Regions from separate parts of the Mus musculus genome. Here region 2 is linked to region 1. A link is a contact called in public Hi-C data. All regions are on one chromosome and are shown on one strand. The core of a region is the stretch at or near the end of the contact, and the rest is flanking DNA. Distances in the headings are between cores, read along the strand shown.

Region 1 (6,042 bases), core at 1,134-3,633:
GCACACTTGGCAGACGTGCCATTCCACTAGTTCTGCGGTCCTGGGCACATGGCAGACATCTACTTGGTTGTTCATTTGAACTGAGTTTACAATTTAAGGCTGCCGCTGTGCACTGCCCCACAAGGTCACTTTCTGCCCTTTAGTTTCCAAAGGCAGCCAAAACACAGGCTGAGTCTGCAAATGGACCCACAAGCTGGGGTCTGCACTACAGTATGTATTGGCACTGCTGTGGAAAGGAAGCATTTTCATGAAGCACACATGTGCATGCATGCACATATACACACCTCCTGGGTATCTTGTACACAGTTCTCGGTCTCTGCAGGTAGCAGGGCTGTGCTGCTTTTAGCTCCTGTGGCACTGCTATCTTCTGAGGGACTTCTAGGCTGGAGAGTCAGCTCAGACCGGTCAGTCACTCACGTGGCTGTCACATGACGATGCATTTCAGGGCATTTTTGTTTTGTTTTGTTTTCTGGGTTTTCTCTTGATTGGCCATTTTGAAACCACTCACTCCACTTACTTGAGACATCTCACAGACATGGAATGATGTTGGAAAGAGAGCTACAGCTGTGACTTTGGGTTGCAGTATTCTTCCTCCAACTCTGGCCATGTCTGAATGGCCAATGGCAAGGGAAGGGACCATTCATATTTTCCTTTTCCTGGGCCCAGGGGACACCTTTAGGAGCACGAGATCAGAAGAATGACCCAGTTAGATGATCAAGCTCCTTCCCCCACCAAATCCATGCACAGAGCATTGCCACTATTATTTTTTCTGTCTTCTCTCTTTGTCCACTAGTGAGCGCTGTGTACTGGGATGAGTGGGGGCAACTAACATCCATGAGGTCTCTGACCTCAAGGAGTTTCCAGCCATGGGAAAGGTGGCCACTCTCAGCCATTGTGCTTAGCATTATTCCTGTGCAGCTGTCTTCCCTCTGGCTCTTGTGGTTGCCTCAGACTTTCAGGCAGAAGACCAGAGGCTTGGGGTGGGGGGTGGGGTGCGGTGGAGTGTGGGGACAGGCAGAGGAAGCAAAGACTTCAAACCCTTAAGGAGAGTTACCAGGCCACCTAAGGACAAGAAAACTCCTGAAAGCAACCCAGCCACAGTCCTGCTTACCCACCAGTGGAAAGTCAAGATGAGAGGGGTCAGAGAGAGTTGCAGGGTCGGTTTCCTGAGACATGGGGAAGGGACAGAGTTGCTTCTCCATCAGTCAGCTGTGGAAGTCACAGTTTGAGGAAGCCATCAGCCATATGCCCTGAGGGAGGATGCCACATAAGGTGTTTGCTGGGGCACAGTGAGGAACTCTGCAGCCTGTCAGATACTGGGAGAGTCTGGAAGTGCCAGATTGGAAATCCAGGACCTTGGGGAGTTGAAAATGACTCACAAGAGGCCAGACATTACCTGGGTCAGGTAAGCTGCCAAAGTGCCCAGCAGAGTCCTCTTCAAAATCCTATCAACATGCCCACAAGAGGCAAGCTAATCACTGTGCCTCTGTCACAACCAGAGGAGCCAAAGCCCAGGTGACCCACCTGCATATCACACCAGACTTAGCTCTTTCCCCCCAAGTGTCTGCAGCCACAGCTAAGGTGGACGGTTAAAGTGGAGGGAGCTGAAGGAACCTTTTATGCCACTTTCCAGGCTTAGACCAGGCCAGGTGTGGAGAGAGTCACACATGTTACTTGTGTGGACTGCACAAGACCGTAGTTGCAGCCAAAAGGCCCCAGGAGGGTAGCACCTGCGGACAGTGGAGGCAACTGAACAGGCCTGGCTAGAGGCCATGAGGGTGACTGGTGACTCCACTCATGGTCCTGCTTCTGTTCAGAGCCCGTTTCACTGGCTGCGTTCAAATAACCCAGCCATCAAGTTTCTAACTCAGTTCAGTCTTCTTACAGGAATGTTGTGGCAAACTAAGAAAAACATATTTATCTGAAAAAAATGAAGGATTTTTATTATTGAATTACATGGTTTCTTCCTTTTTATTGAGCTGTGCTAGACTTCACATAAATGGTCCTGAGCTTAAGTGTGTAGTTCAGTGATCACTGTAGTGACCAAATCCCTGAAATCCCATCCTGTTCAAGACAGAGAACCCATTCCCTAATAACTGAGGTAATACTCCAGGGAGAGGCATGAGTCTGTACTAACAAGGCTCTCATCACTGAGGGTGTGGCTGGGTACCTAAGAGATGGGGTGGGGTGGGGAGTAAAGACTGATTTACAATGAGACCCCTGCTTTGGCATTTGCTGGCTCAGGTTCTAGACATCTTCCCCTAGAAAAATCCAGATAATGGCAGTTCTTCCTGTGAGCCATGGGGATAATGACATGAGGTGACTCATGTAGTGGGCTGGTGTAGATGGCTGCTCTTGGGGGAGGGAGTCTGAGTCTATACCCTGACCTCAGGTAAGCAGAATGCCAGCCCTACAGCTGACTGGCAGAGCTGCTGAATCCTCAGAGGGCATCTGCTGCCCTCTGAGGTCTTTAGGAGATTGGTAGAAATGCTGCACTTTATCCGCACTGCCCAGCGCAGCGGCTTCTGAACACATGTAGCTGATTGGTCTCCTGCGGGTAGCATTGAGGTTTTATCACTTAATTAAAATGAGATCGCTATAAATACAAACCAGAGATCTGTCAGGAAAGGACCCAAGGCTGAGACCGGAGTTCTCGCAGCCTTGCCCCCATGGTCTCTGGCACAGCCATGGTAAGAAGCTGAGGAGGAGGCCCCTCCTTGTGGAGAGAAAACCAAACCTTTACATAATTCCAGTGTGGTAGTGAAGTCACAGGAGAAGATGGAAGCCCCTCCCTCCCCTGGAAGGAAAGGACCAGAGTGCCTCCCTGTGTCCTGCCACAGAAATAGGAATGTGCCTGAGTGAGTCACAGAGACCAGAGAAGCAGGCACTGGTGCTATTGATCCCCACTGGGAAGCTTGCTCAAGGATGTCTGGGTCAGAGGGGGATGCAACTGCCCTCCCTCCCTCCTTCCCTCCCTTCCAACTGTTGCTTATTTTGTCAGTGGTTTAATTAATTATTTATTTATTTCTTGGCTTCACGCTACGAAACACAGAACTCAGTGTCTCGTCAGAGGGTTCAGATGCATCCTTTGTTCTGGATCTGAAGTGGGGGTTGAGCCAGGACAAGCATCACACAGCTTTTGGTGTGGGTGGGAGAATGCAATTTGTAAGAAACCACTGAACAGGCAGCTGCTGTCACCTTTACTGACAGCTCTTGGCAGACCGACCACGCTGTCCTATCCCAGGACTCAGTCCCTCTGTCTATGCCCATTCCTGCTTTTGTCCATTGGCTTCCAGTAGTTTTCCATACATATGCCCAGCCTACCCTCCGCTCCCAAGCAGTGGCTCCACCTTTCCACTTGTGAGGCAGCCTCAGTGTAGGGATGCCTAACCACTGAGCTCTCTACAGAATGAGGATCCCCGTCTGTGCTTCAGGCTCCTCTGCCCCGCAAGAGTGCTTCCTGTCTTGCGTCTCCTGAAGATGCCCAGGGATGTATACCCCCACCCCACCCCCAATTTTCACCACAGGAAGGTGCTTTGATTTCCAGGGGAACTGTGTGCTGGTGCTCTGAACAAAAGAGGAAGCATTTGGCTGCTTTAGCACAATCTAGAGGCCAGCTTGAGGTTTGCTGTTGTTTTATGATATGGGGAACCAGGTCTTTTACGAAGGTCTTTTAAATGCTTTTCTTAGGAGGTAGCCTCTCTGTGGGGATGCTTTTTTTTTTTTATGTAACAGCCTTGTAATTTTACAAATGTCTCCAAAGCTCCTATTATTCCATGTGTCAGTCACTGTTCTAAGCTCTCGGGGGTAACTCATTGTCCCTGCTTTTCATTTCCGAAGGGAAGAAGGCAGATGTACTCGTTAGCCCAGCTCTACAGAAGAGGACACTGCGGCTCAGAGTTGGTTTTGTTTCTGTGATTACATAGAAAGCAACAGGCAGTGCCCAGATCTCCTCCCAGCCTCCTGGCTATGCAGTCTGTGCTCCCAAACCCAAAAGGATTCTCCATCTATCTAATCAACTCTTGGGGTATTGCAAGCTCAAGGTATAAAACAGGAGACTCCACTTCTGATACAAAATACCATGTTGACACTGGCAGTGCTTTTTGGTTCTATTTCTAAATATTACCCTAGAAACATTTCTTTCATGTCCAAGTCTGTTTTCTGTTGTCCAACACATAGGATTTATATTTGCTATAGATTAGCATGGGGCAGAACATTGTGATGTCCCTCTGATAATTGCTGGAGCACCACTCAGTTTTGGATATCAACAGGCATATAAAGGCCTTAAGAAATTCTGCCTTAATAGACAACTTGGAAGATGTCCCACTGCTCAAAGGTATCAAGATACCATCAAAGTTCCTGAGCCTCTCCACAGCAAGTCAGAGCTAACAGGGATTCTCAGACCGAGGTGATAAAATTTAGTCTCAACCTGAGATGCTAATGGTAATGAAATAATTCTTTTTAATACCAGGTTCATTGTCTAGTGCTTCAGTCATGCGAATGGCCTCATACATAATCAAACTGGATGATCTGTGAGCTATGTACTTTCTTACCCCTTCATAATTGCTGTCAATTACTTCTAGTTGTCCACCAATTCCTGACAACAAAGGGATTCTAGGTATCTAGTAGCATAAAGTATTGTTTTGCTCACAAACTCACCTTTCCCAAAGCAGGAGCCAACAGAGACTAGAGAATGCTCTGCTTAACTGACTTAGGCCAGCAACTCTAACTTCTCAGTCCCCTAAGTTTCTAAACTCATAGGCCGATGATAACCTTGGTCTGTACAACATTTGAGCCTGTTGTGGCTCTCATTTGATCTTTCTCATCCCTCTGAGTGAGACCAGGGACATCCTTTTCCCTCTTAGTTCTTAAAGATCCTGGGTCAAAAGGGACTCCAAGGGAAGAAACCTGACTACCTGAGCAGAAGTGTGTCCCAGCGTGCACATGCCTGCTTTCTCAGGGGGACCTGGGTGAGTGATCTGTATGGGGCTCTTATAGAGAACTGGATTACTTGTCAGACTCAAATATTGAATGTAAGCTATTATCTGAGAAGTTTGTGTTTACTTTTTGTGTCTGTGAATCCTGGGCACTCTCTGGGATCTGTTGTTGTGTGTGTGTTTGTTCGTTTGTTTAGGTTGGTTTTGGTTTTAGCTTTTTCCTTTTTGTTCTTCGGTTTTTTTCCTTCCTGTGTTGGATGAATAGGCAATCAAGTTTTCTTATTGAAAAATCCTAGTTTAATACTTGCCACATTCCCCTAGTTCTCTCTCCATCTCTACATTTGTCCTTTAAAGTCCCCTCAAGCTCACCAGGTTTCTCTTAGTAGTGATGAGGCATTTATAATGGGACCCATTAGCCATTGTGAACTAAAGTAGGCAGTTAATACACCAATGTCCTTGGAGGGCCACGCTTTCTCTTCTCTTTTGTCACTATGACTTCTACTAAAGTACTAAAAGTCAGTTTCCCACAGAACCCCTAAGAGCCTTTTGGCAATGAAAAGTGAAGGTGAAGTCAATTTCTTATCGTCTAAGAAATCACTAAGAATTAGCACATTAAATCTGACTGCTCTGATAGACTCTTGTGATTATATTCTGATGTTGCTTTTTGTGTGGTGGTTTGAATATGCTTGGCCCAGGGAGTGGTACTATTTGGAGGTGTGGCCTTATTGGAGTAGGTGTACCTTGTTGGAGGAAGTGTGTCACTGTGGGTGTGGGCTTTAAGACTTTCATCCTAGCTGCCTGGAAGCCAGTCTTCAAGCTGCCTTTGGAACACGAGGTGGAACTCTCAGCTCCTCCAGCCCCAACATCTGCCGGGATGCTGCCATGCTCCCAACTTGATGATAATGGACTGAACCTCTGAATCTGTAAGATAGCCCCAATTAATCATCCTTTATAGGAGTTGCCTCGGTCATGGAGTCTGTTCACAGCAGTAAAACTGTAACTAAGACAAGGTATTGTGGGAGTAAGGCTTCCTACTCCTCTTTAGCTTCTTTCTTCTCTCACAATCACCCTTGGACCTCGAAAGCATGACTGAGGACTGTGAGGT
Region 2 (6,087 bases), core at 1,430-3,929, 330 kb before region 1:
GCAGGGCCAAACAGACCTTTCTTAGTCATGGAAGTGACTGAGACAGGTCTCAAAACTCGAGCCAGGCTCAGGTTTGTCCTTCAGGCCCAAATCAGGGCCAAAAAGGGTCCCAACACATGTGCTGACTTGATCTTAGATGATGACAGACAAATGAAAACTGAAATCGCATGAAGATAGACTTCACAAGGCTTGCTGAGTCTTGTCCTTCAATGTGCTGCTGGTCCCAGTTCCTGATTTCTGACTAGTTGATGAGGAGTTGAACTCTTAGTCTTAGTCCTTACCTCATGTGCTCTTGAGGTCTAAGACTTTGTTGTCTCTCTTCCCTATTGAGTACTGAAGGTTTTCATGCTGTGTCAGTATAGCCAGGGTGGCTTCAAACTCACAGACGTCTCCGGGCCTCAGCCTCCCGTGCTGAGATTTAAGGTGTATCACCATGCCAAGCTAGTCAGTGGTTCTTTTTAAAAGCTCCTTTTGTGTCTTCGAGTTGATGAAACTTATTTTTTCAGGCCAACTCTACAAGAAGAAAAGAAGATCATCATAAAAAATGGAAGGCACCCTATGATTGATGTGTTGCTGGGTGAACAAGATCAGTTTGTGCCCAACAGTACGAGTTTATCAGTAAGTACCTCATGACACCCAAAACCAGTGTGTGGTAAGGATTATAACTTTGTATCAAATATTTTCATATCTGATTTTATCCTCAACTTTAAGTGGACCAATCCCAGGCATAGTTTTTTTGTTTTGGTTTGGTTTTTTGTTTTTTTTTGAGACAGGGTTTCTCTGTATAGCCCTGGCTGTCCTGGAACTCACTTTGTAGGCTGGCCTCAAACTCAGAAATCTGCCTGCCTCTGCCTCCCGAGTGCTGGGATTAAAGGTGTGTGCACCATGCCTGGTCCCAGGCATAATTTTATTTTCACCAATTGTGCAATTGGTATAATTCCCAATGGAAAATATCCGTAGATACAAAGATTTAGCAACTAAAGACAATTATGTTACTTCTTGTATATAACCCAATAAAAATACTTTATATTCAGAAATATGTTAATGATGTTGGAATTATACAACGCCTTTTCAAATTTTCATTAGCATACGGCATTAGCATGTTCTATGTTGCACTATTTTCAAATGCTCTGAAAACACATAAGTGATTAGCTGTTCTAGGCTAGAGATCTCTTAGAGGACACTGATGATGCTACATTAGTACCCCAGAGTAAAGCAAGATCTCAGAGCTGTTGGTATTGTCAGTGATGGCAAGATTTAGGAAGCGGGGAACAGGGCTTTGGGAAGGAGAGCATGAAACAAGATAATGGGTAAGAAAAGTTAGAGTTGTCCACAGGATTACTGAGACCATCTAAACTGTCAGCTGGGTTTCTTTAGAGGATGACATCAAGGATGCTAACTGAGGTTTGTGGATGCCTGCAGTAAGGGCAACTGTGGGAGGGCCCTAAAGAAACAAAAATGTGTGGATCCTGAATGGAAAAGCGCAGCAAGATACAGCCTGTGCATGACAGGAGTGTCACAGAGTGGTTGGATACAGAGTATTAGAGAGCAGTCTATGCATGACAGGAGTGTCACAGAGTGGTTGGATACAGAGTATTAGAGAGCAGTCTATGCATGACAGGAGTGTCACACAGAGTGGTTGGATACAGAGTATTAGGTTTTTAAGTCAGTGGGAGAACTGAGCTGTAAGAGAGAAGTTTGCAGGGTGTTGGGACAGTAGCAGCATTCCAAGTTGGGCCCCAGAGCAAAGACCTCTGACGTCGTCGTTTGAGCAGTCATACGTGTGTGAAGTAAGATGAAAAGCTTTGAGTTCTGTCTACTGTCATGTTCCCTATCATGCCATACAGGGTTTGATAGTAGCTTCCAATCTGTGTGTTGGGCCTGTTCAAACTGTTTCATTGAAGTGCCACAGATGGAGTGGTTATAGACAACAGAAGTTATCTTTCATGACTCTGAAGACAGAATTGAAGACAGGGTGGGTGTCTGTACCTTGTGGGAGCTGGCTTTGTACTTTTAGTGTGGCACCTTTTATTGTGTCCTCACTTGGTGGGAGAAGGGGAGGTCCCTCTCAGTCCCTGTATATTAATCACATCTTAAAGACCCTTGACACTGTCATCGTAGGATTTATAATTCCCTGAGAACAGGGGAGAGGCATAGACATTCGGACCATAGCAACCAGATGTGTATGCTATCAGTTGTCATATAAGTTAATAAATACTAATCTTAATTGTCTTTAAGGCAAAGCCTATATGAGAATAAGACCTGTGTTTTTAGTTTTCATAGCAATAGTATATAGCTTCTCTAGAGAGAGTAATATAGTTCTAATATCTAATAGCTTGGCTCGTATTTAATGGATAAATACCCGTGAAACATGTTGTGTTTCTGCTCATGCCTGTCCACAGATCCAAGGATCTTACCCTTGCCACTGCTACTTTATTTCTTTTTTCCTTATGTTTTCATTTTCTTCTTAAAAAATAATCTATTATATTTTTTAATAAGTCAAATTTGAAGAATTAAAGCAGCCTTCTAATCAAGGAGCATTTTAAAGAATCATTAACTCATGTATTTAGATCTTTACAAGGTAAGTGTAGTAGTTTTTCCTGGTTAGACAGCTTAGAATGTCCCAGAATATTCGTTTCTTTTACATATGCTTTTCCTAACTTGAGTAGGAGTTGATATAGCCTGTTGCTATGGTGAAGCGCATTCTGTTTCTCAGGGTATAAATTTATATACAGGGATGTTGTAGAGAAAGAACTTACTATGTAAGATTCTATCTAAAATGTACTCTGCCTATTAACTTATAAACTATACCCTGGCAGAAAAGTCCTCAAAGTTAGGTAGCATTGTTACTTCTGATAATTACATCATTTTGAGAATTCACCTTTCTTACATCTAAATGATGCTAGCTTTCCTGGGCTCTGTGTTAATGAAATCATTATGTTCTCATGAGCAAAGAAAGTCTTTCTGACTTTCCCTCTCTCAGTTTTAGGAATCTTTTCTGTCTCCGCTTTGTCCTCCATCTGCCTCCTCCAGTGCAGTCCTCCGTTCACTTCCCCTTGTAGCCTCTGCTAACCTGCCTCGACTCCCTCCTGCTTGCCCTCATCTGTGCATTCCAGCTGTTTGGGACTCACAGAACTGCCTTTGGGCTTGGCAGATGGTATTCCCTCCACAGAGAATGTCCTCCTTCCCCATCTCACCCATCCTGCCTCCCGCCTCGCATCATCACAAGCTCTGCTGTTTCTCCCTCTTAGATGCCTCCTGGCTTGAAGCCTTCCCTCACCAGTGCTCTGATGATAGATCCTACACCCCACACCCACTGCCCTGTGTCGCCCCTGCTTTGTACTGATGCTTGTTCTTGTTGGTGTGCTTCCCAAAGGGTTCCAGCTTGACAAGGACAGGCAGTGTACACGTCTACACTGTGTAGGTGCCATACCAGTGCCCACAGCACACCACTAATACACAGCAGGCTCCTACTCACAGTGTTACTGAGACGCCTTCAGCAGGCTCCAAATCTCACTTGAAATTTTTCTTCTTTTTCTTCTAGAAAATGTTAGTTTTTCGGAATTGGGGATTTTTCAGTTTACAGAATATTACACTGAAGAAATAGAAGAAAAATGAGATACTACAGCGTAACTCCTCTTCATACCCATGATAGACTAATTCTCAGAATGGGAAAGCCATGTCAAGGCTGTCTGAGTTGAGCCTTAGATAATTTCTTGAAACATGGGCATAGTCTAGGGCAAATGGTGCTTTTCACCCATGCTTACTGCCTGGAAAACATAGGAAATGATGCCAGTTTAACTCCACACTGGAATAAAACAAGAGAGGGAGTTGGCTCTGGCCAGGCAGATGTTGGCCCCAGGGCTGTGACTGTCCCTTAAGGGTTAAGGAGTTGGTACCTGTACTGGCTAGTTTTGTGTCAACTTGACATAGGCTGGAGTTGTCACAGAGAAAGGAGCTTCAGTTGGGGAAATGCCTCTGTGAGATCCAACTGCAAGGCATTTTCTCAATTAGTGATCAAGTGAGGAGGTCCCCTTGTGTGTGGTGCCATTTCTGGACTGGTAGTCTTGGGTTCTATAAGAGAGCAGGCTGAGCTAGCCAGTAAAGAACATCCCTCCATGGCCTCTGTATCAGCTCCTGCTTTCTGACCTGCTTGAGTTCCAGTCCTGACTTCTTTCAGTGATGAAAAGCAATGTGGAAATGTAAGCTGAATAAACCCTTTCCTCCCCAATTTGCTTCTTGGTCATGATGTTTTGTGCAGGAATAGAAACCCTGACTAAGACAGTACCTTATATCCTCATGACCTTGTAAAAAAATAAGGACACACTGCTTGGGGCAGTCATATTATGGACTGTCCTGTGACTATTTGTTTATTGACCCAAATGGCTATCTGGTGGGTGGGCTTTTGAAAGCAGTGCGAGTTCTTGTATTTTGGTTTTGAGATAAGTGATATAAATTCAACTGTGTTGCTTTAGGAAGTACTGTTGCATGGGAGAGAAAATGAGTCTAGTGTGCAAAGAGAATCTCCAGGAAGCCCCTGAACTGTGGATCTCTTTAGGTTGTGGGAAATCTACTGCCTAAGTGCCCTAGAGGCAAGTACTAGGGTCCAGGTCAAGAAGTAACCTGAGGTTCTTTAGTCCTCAGTACTGTCTATGGTGTGTAGTAGACACATATTTCTTTGTATATAAGAATGTTTGAAGCTGGTAAGAATGAGGACCAACTGCCCAGTTTCCTCTTCCCTCCCAGTACAAGTTGTTTTAGATGCCCAGTAATACTTGCTTTGGCTACAAATTAAATGTAACATTAGTTGAATCAACTGTAGTCATTGACTTTATCCCTAATTACCAAGTACAATGATAATGCCTTACCTAAAACATCTGAGTTTTAAGCTTGACTTCATTTCCTGGCTAGATTATACAAATAGGATCACTGTCGTGTGTGTGTGTGTGTGTGTGTGTGTGTGTGTGTGTGTGTGTGTGTTTTATATAGTGTGATAATTAGATAAATGAACTGAAGGATGAAAGTGAAGGAGGAAGATTAGAGATGCATTTTTAATTATATGTGTGCACATGTGTCTGTGTGTGAGTATGTGCACATGGGTGTAAGTGCTTGTGGAGGCCAGAGAGCTCACCAGCTCCACTGGAGCTGGAATGGTTGGGATGCCTGACATGGGTGCTGGGAACTCTGAAGAGCTGAAGGGACATCTAACCTGGGCCATCTCTTAGCTCCAGGGAAGTATGAATGGTACTTACTTTGTATTATAGGGCTTGTATCTTGTATCTCCTCTCTTGTTTCTGAAACACTGAGAAGGCAGTTGTTCGATACTAACTTGATTTATTAACCTCCATATATATGCATGTGTTTCTGTGTGAGTGCAGCTCTGTGTATGGGTGCTCTTAGGGGACAAAAGAGGACACCAGATCCTCTGGAGCAGAGTTGTAGGTAGCTGTGCACCACCTGATGTGGGTGCCAGGAAGTGAGCTCAGGTCCTCTGAAAGAACTGCAAACCTCTTAGCCACACAGCCATTCTCTCTCACTGATGCTGATTTCCTTTTCTTACAATCACCTGCGCTGGTGTCTGCCCTGAGGTTTCTTTTTCTTCCTGTCTCTAACCCATGGCCATCAATTGAACTCTTGTTCATTCTTCAAGACCCAAAATGTTATTTCCTACTTCACAGAGCCTTCATTACTACTTTACCCAGAAACAAGTTGTCCATGGTAGTATGTCTTTCCATCCTAAAGTTCCTTCCACATATCACATTTTCTTATGTAGGCATAGAGGGTCTGAGTGGTGATAGCAAATAAAAATTCAAATTCAGTTCTACCATTATTTTACTGTCTCCTGAGATGGGCCACCCATCACCTGGCCTTGGTTTTCTTATCTGTAAGTGAAGAGCGGGAAACCAGCCTTGCTTCTACTGTTCTACCGAATGGGAGATGGGTAGGATGCAAGGATCAGGCAGGGTTAAACCACTGCCCTGGCATCTCAGGGGTGAGCCTCACTGTCCCTCCTCACTGCTCCCTCTCTGCTCCTTATTCATCTGTCCTTAAATGTGCAGAGACTGACTGGGCTTGTGCAGAGGAAGG

Evidence for each region. Hi-C and Micro-C count contacts between places; a contact is called where the count stands out from the background.
Region 2: a Hi-C map of cerebral cortex shows a contact between it and region 1, with 2.0 times the contacts expected there. The contact joins two enhancer-like sites. A contact is called at or near these places in 1 of 15 datasets of contacts at CTCF or cohesin (large pre-B cells), 14 of 484 Hi-C or Micro-C datasets (the AML12 cell line, Sertoli cells, cerebral cortex and 8 more) and 3 of 115 datasets of contacts at active chromatin or transcription factors (T-cell acute lymphoblastic leukemia, kidney and oligodendrocyte precursor cells).

The regions. Positions count from the first base shown.
Region 1 is chr13:91,912,897-91,918,938 of GRCm38.p6, reverse strand. The region is part of intron 19 of Rasgrf2 (RAS protein-specific guanine nucleotide-releasing factor 2); the gene reads left to right. Among named protein-coding and RNA genes, the nearest start is that of Gm46435, 8.5 kb to the left of the region's middle. Within about 2 kb of position 2,383, at least 61 of the 459 cell types and tissues checked have an H3K27ac peak or open chromatin away from gene starts, as enhancers often do. A contact at or near this core is called in cerebral cortex and cortical neurons, where this site is marked.
Region 2 is chr13:92,244,358-92,250,444 of GRCm38.p6, reverse strand. It overlaps Msh3 (mutS homolog 3), which reads left to right. Exons shown (of 24, transcript NM_010829.2): 19 at 507-618. Among named protein-coding and RNA genes, the nearest start is that of Dhfr, 110 kb to the left of the region's middle. Within about 2 kb of position 2,679, at least 8 of the 459 cell types and tissues checked have an H3K27ac peak or open chromatin away from gene starts, as enhancers often do. A contact at or near this core is called in cerebral cortex and cortical neurons, where this site is marked.